Linked DNA regions of Sus scrofa: region 1 is linked to region 2. The links are chromatin contacts, called in public HiChIP or PLAC-seq maps. All regions are on one chromosome and are shown on one strand. The core of a region is the stretch at or near the end of the contact, and the rest is flanking DNA. Distances in the headings are between cores, read along the strand shown.

Evidence for each region. HiChIP or PLAC-seq counts read pairs in DNA pulled down with a chosen protein or histone mark.
Region 1: a contact with region 2 is called in an H3K27ac HiChIP or PLAC-seq map of skeletal muscle. The contact joins two enhancer-like sites. A contact is called at or near these places in 3 of 47 Hi-C or Micro-C datasets (embryonic fibroblasts, fetal skeletal muscle and skeletal muscle) and 1 of 2 datasets of contacts at active chromatin or transcription factors (skeletal muscle).

Annotation. Positions count from the first base shown.
Region 1 is chr9:8,798,080-8,801,007 of Sscrofa11.1, reverse strand. All of the region lies in intron 1 of LOC106504800 (a long non-coding RNA gene), which reads right to left. It overlaps LOC110255398 (a long non-coding RNA gene), which reads left to right. Exons shown (of 2, transcript XR_002335532.1): 2 at 1-917. Among named protein-coding and RNA genes, the nearest start is that of KCNE3, 22 kb to the left of the region's middle. Within about 2 kb of position 1,262, at least 21 of the 83 cell types and tissues checked have an H3K27ac peak or open chromatin away from gene starts, as enhancers often do. A contact at or near this core is called in fetal skeletal muscle and skeletal muscle, where this site is marked.
Region 2 is chr9:8,662,453-8,665,439 of Sscrofa11.1, reverse strand. All of the region lies in intron 4 of P4HA3 (prolyl 4-hydroxylase subunit alpha-3), which reads left to right. Among named protein-coding and RNA genes, the nearest start is that of P4HA3, 18 kb to the left of the region's middle. Within about 2 kb of position 1,624, at least 7 of the 83 cell types and tissues checked have an H3K27ac peak or open chromatin away from gene starts, as enhancers often do. A contact at or near this core is called in fetal skeletal muscle and skeletal muscle, where this site is marked.

The DNA of each region.
Region 1 (2,928 bases), core at 13-2,512, 140 kb before region 2:
ACACTTACATTTTGTCTATACCATTCCTCCCCTTGGGCCCTTGAAAATCTCTTGGGAACATAGTTTGAGAACCAGCAAACCCGATGGGCTCTATAGCTCATCTCGGTTCTGATAACCTGTAATTCAAATTTGTATGTACTTTTGCAAGCTTTGCCTCCGATTGTTATTAAAGGACCCCAGCTCCTTGTGTATTGCTTCTCTTAATCTCTGGGAAGCACCAGGAGTGGTTCTCACTTGCTGGCTTCTTGAGATGCCAGGACTCCCCAGTCCACAGACTCTATTACATGGACTGTGCAGAGGAGAGAAGAATACTTTTCTCCCACCATTGTGCTATATTTTGTCCCATGAATTTCCAATAGGTATCGTTGATGCCCTTTTGATGCACGAAGACCTTAGTAAAGCAGCTCTTCTGTATTTGGCTAATTCCTTCTCACCCCCATTTCCCTCCACAAACTACTAAGCACGAGCCAATGACAGCGCAGGGGTAGGGCTGCAGTGAGGCCGAGAAAGAAAGCTGCATGATAAACCTAACACTGACTGAACTCTGACCCACTTCTCTTTGATGCTGAAGATTCTGTCGCTAGACCCAACTGCCGGTTTCTTCGCTTTGCTTAGGATAAGTTCCTCTCGGGAGACACCAGAGGCCTTCGTGAAAATTAGACTTGCTGAGTTGGGCCTCCTTGGTGGAAGCGTCTGCTGGGGCCTCTGGGAAGCGTATGCCCACGAGAAGTAAGAAAGGCAGGAGCCTTCGTGGGGAGCCTCCTGGGAAGGAGAAAGGGGAGAAGGAACAGGACAGGGGGGAGAGCCTCAGACGGCAGTTCGGATCTGACGCCTCTGAAAGGAGAGGGAGAAAGAGGGAGGCTCGGGCAGGAGACGCCTCAGCCGGCATCGCAGCTCTGAGAAAGTCTCAGCCAGGCTAGTGGGGAGCCACAGAACAGCCCTGCCCATTAGAGAGGCCCTGTGGGGGCCAGAGATGGCTTGGCTCTGCCTGTCTGCAGGCAATCACTGACAGGAAGAAGGAGAGGAAGCGCCTGCATGTGGTGTAAACACAGCAGCAGACGTCAAAGATGCTGCAGCTGACAACACTCTTCCCAGCGGGCCCTGGGGAGGGGGGGATCCGAGCAGTGTCCACCCCAGGTCTGCCACACTGGACGTGCCCGCGCCCGTGTGAATTCAAAACGGGGATGTAATTTAAGCTCAAACGCAGGCCTATCTTACATATTTACTGCAGGTAAATATTTACTGAGCCTGTAACAGGGATTACATTCAGCACCGCAGCGGCCCAGCCCTCGCCAGGGGACCGACTGCGTCTGGGAAGGTTTCAGGTAACAGGGTGCGTTTTTATGACCATCATTGTCAGCAATGGGCCTGTTTCACTAGCCTCCACTGCACACGAACACTGTGTCAAGCTCAGTACAAAAAAGAATAATCCTTAGGGAGCTCAAGTTAAGTTTGCAGTAAGAGATTCTTCCCCCGTGGGGGCTCAGAGGAGACTTCTGAAGACTTTTCTCATGCCAGTCACTAGACGGGCCAAGGTGGAAGGAGCCTTTTGGGAGAATTCACCTTGGAAGTTACCGGAGAGGCCTTGAAATTGATCTGGCAGCCAATCGGGTGGCACAAGGGCGTGCTCCACCCCCACGACGGTGCCAGCCAGGACTCGGGATTTGCTGAGAGGCAGGCCCAACACCTGTTGTGGCTCCTGGATCAGAGTCAAAATTTGGGAGGGAGAAGGGAGAGAAAAGGAAGGAACTGGGAAAGAGGGATTTATAGAGAGAAGAGATAAGACAGCGGGCTTTTCAAAACCAGGCCAAAATTCATCTCAACCTAATCACTTGGCATAAGAGATTAGAGCATCTGTGGCAGAAAGAATGTTGGGCCTGACACCCAAGCTCTGCCTCTAATTCCCCGGCTGACCTTTGTCACTCAATGCCCCCTCCGGGCCTGTGCTCCTTGGCTATAATCTGCAGTTAGACCAGACATTCCTTAAAGTTCTTTCCATGTGAACAGTCTACCATTCTAACAGCTTCCATGAAATCGCCCTGCAAGGACCTGCAGACAGGCATGAAATAAAAAGGGGTACAGGATGAAAATAATTTCCAGTGACTTCCGAAATAAATAATACACTAAACAGAACATAACAGGCATCAGCACGGGCAGTAGAGTGTGGGGTGCGGATCAGTAAAATCTCCAAGGGGAGCTCGTTTCATGATCGGACATTCACGACATCGCTACGGGGCCCTGTTCCATGCTTACACAGAAGTGCAGATGATCTGGGGAGGAAAATAGTTCCACCTGTCAGCTGGTTCTAAAAACTCTGAGGTTCACAAACATTCCAACAACACATGAACCCCCAATGCTATCAAAACAAAGCGACAGCACGGTCCCTGTTCTCTTCCAAACCCTCCTCCAGTTTTCTCTAATAGACACACGCCATTTCCACTCCCCTTGAATGCTGCACTTGCTGCTTATTTGCACCTAAATGAGAGGGCTGGGAGGGGAAAGCATTCTGAGAGATTCTTCCCTAGGCCTAGGATTCTAAGACCAGGATTTCACGCTCCCTTCTCATTTATGCCTCTTACTGAGCTAAGAAAACACCGCAGGTAAAAAACAAAAACAAAACACTACAATCAAGGGAATGGCATCATAAGCAGCCAATCAGGAGACGGCTCCGGGCCTTCAGATATTATTCCTTCCAGGCCAGCCCCCCACCCCCAACCACCCCCAGAGAGGATCAGGTTTTCTCCTGGGGTTTCTTCCCTTTTGAATTAGGCACCACTGAGGGCTCCGGTCCAGAAACACAAACCCTAAACCTCATCTCTGGTAGACAAACAGGTCTAGGGAGATCGTGTGACCTGCAGGACAGACGGCTCTGGGCTCCCTGGCAGACGGGGCTGAAGTGAAGGGAAAGGGGGTGGTGGCCATGAGGAC
Region 2 (2,987 bases), core at 375-2,874:
GACCCCGCTTTTGGCTGTAAGCAGTAACTAGGGCTCTGAAAGCTTAGACAATAAAAAAGAATCAGAAAAATTCCAGACTCTCTTCTCATATGACTTATGAACATTAAATTTCAGAAAGTTTAGTTTGATATTTTAGAGACTGACTGTTCTCTAGTCAGTGCTCCAAAACCTGGTGAAATGTTTGCTTTTTGAAGAAAGCATTTTGGGAATTACTGCTCACTTTCCTATATTGCCAATCTGGCGATCTAATGTAACTTGAGATGTTATTTCTAAGGCCCTAACTTGATATTCTTCTTTGAGTTTCTGAATTTAGAAATTAAATATTTTTGATGTTGAAACTACTACCCTTTACTACAAGTTAATGAATAAAAATTATACTAGTTGTAATGTATATATTTGTATACTAATGTAGTATCACATATACTAGTTACACACACTCACACACATATTTAGATAGTTAACCCCTGGCTTTTTTTGTTGTTGCAGTTTTAAAACCATCAAGATTTAAAAGTAGTATCAGCAGCAATTATTTCTGTGCTAGGAATCAAGCATTCAGAATATCTCAGAAGAACCAAGACAAAGCCATTTCTCAATTCCAAAGAAGAAATATACCGAATTAAAATAGCCCATGTATTGTGGCCGGGTAACCTGTCCAGGCTATGTTTCATGCAAGGATTGGATTGCAAATTTTATTGCAGATTCTTGAAGAAAAGATCTGATTTTCCATTCTCAGCAGCGTTTGTTAAAACAAAAAACCATATAGGAAACCCTGCGGTTTGAATTCAGCATCTAGTAACTCAGTCTCTGAAAACCAGCTATTTGCTCAGAGGCTGGACCTAGGGCCAATGTTTGGATTCCAAACCAGCCTCAGATATCAGTTGATAGGTTTTTTTTGTTTTGTGTGATAGGAAGATGATACACTTGCACACAATTGAATTACGTGCTGCAGTAGAGATCAAACCCCTAAATAAACTGATCCCATAATACAAAGTGGGGCATGAAGAGAAGAACAAGGAGATGGTGCCTTTGACCTGATGGGTGATTTGGGCCTGATCTCCCTCTCCCTCTGCCTTGCGTCTTTCCCTTCGTACTCGGTTTCCTCTGATGCCACATTAGTTCTCAAGCATCAAAGGAGGAATCTATTTATTCAGTTGTGGCACAGGAGATGGAAAGAAATGATAGAATGGTTGCGTGGCAAAGATCTATAGATATCTTCTAGTCTGGACCGGTGCTGCCGTTTCATAGAGGAAGAAACTGAGGGACAGTTGGAGGCTGGCTCAGGACACCTCTCAGGTCTCCTAGCTCCTCCCCAAAGAGCTGTCTTATAAAATCCCTGCCCACTCAGCCTCAGTTGTCCCTGGACACTTACTCTTCAGGCTGGACTCAAGCCCAGGTCTCTGCTTGTAAGTGTTTTCGTCTAGCAGTGGAATATCTTTCACTAAGTAGTTCATATGGAGCTGAAGCAGGAAATAATAGGTAGAAAAAAATATCCCACACCCTGGGGGCTGGTTTAGTTTCAAAATCCTAGAGGAGCTGCTCTCAAATACTCTTGTCTTGGGGATCAGAGAGATCCTGGGACTTGACAGGTTTCCAGACACAGATTCTTTTTCCTTAGTTCATGCTTGAATTGAACGTTTGGCTCACTGGAGACACCTCCTCCCCAAGCTAGTGCACTATTTCAGGCTCTATTTATAATTGAGGCCCCACCCTTGAAAATCTTGAGGGCAGACTGGTTCACGGGATTGAAAGGTCCCCCTTTCCTGCCACTCCCTCTCCTCATTTCATCCCTTTCCACTCACTGAAGGCCTCTCCTCTGGCCAAAGGATTCTTCTTTTGCTTTTTTTGGTTTCTTCATTTAAAAAAAAAAAATTTAGAGGAATATAATTGACATACGATGTTGTGTTGATTTCTGGTGTCCAGCAAAGTAAATCTGTTATACATATATCGATTCCTTTTCAGATTCTTTTCCCTTGTAAATTATTACGCAGTATTGAGTAAATTTCCCTCTGCTAAACAGTAGGACCTTGTTACTATTATTATTATTATTCTTTCTTTTTGCCTTAGGGCTGCACCCACGGCATATGGAAGTTCCCAGGCTAGGGGTCGAATTGGAGCTGCAGGTGCTGACCTATGCCACAGCCACAGCAACGCCAGATCCAAGCCATGTCTCTGACCTACACCACAGCTCATGGCAACACCAGATCCCCAACCCACTGAGCGAGGCCAGGGATTGAACCCGCATTGTCATGGCTACTAGTCGGATTCGTTTCTGCTGTGCCACAGCAGGAACTCCCCCATCTACTTTATATATAGTGGCGTGTATATATCAATCCCAAATCCCTAGTTTGTCCCTCCCCCACCACATTTCCCCCAAAGGATTCTTTGGTTCTCGTGTGCTCTTGCACATGTTCCTATAAACCCATATCCTTTTCACTTTGCACACACTTTTTTCTTTTACTTCCATTGTTGTTATTGTTTTCGAAGTTAATAATTTTAAAACAAAAAAGCCTGAGAAGGCAGGACTAGAACTCTTAGGTCTGCCTTATTATAACCAATAAATTTCAATAGTGTAAACCCCATGAGGGGTTTAAAAATGGAGTAACCAGAGTGTGCCAGGAAAAGAAACCGCATCTTTTGTTTGTATGAACACTCTTATAGGTCATCTAAGGAGGAGAGAAGTTAACAGGAAAGAGGATCACATTTGGTGCCGATGTTTCTGGCCCTTTTCTGAAAATGTTGCAAGCCAGAAAGTTGGAAGCGTGCTAGATAACCCACCTTTTCATGTGCCATTACAACTGCCACAAGTTTTTTGATCTGCTTCTTAATCTCTCTCTTGAAACCATCCCATTCTCTGCCCTGCTGTCCCCATTATGGTTCAGACTCTCCTGTCTCTTGCTTACAGTTTCCAAATGGCCTCCTAGCTGGTCTTTCTGTCCCCAGTTGCTTTCCCTTCTAAACCCTCCTCCTCACCCTCTCACAGAGTTATG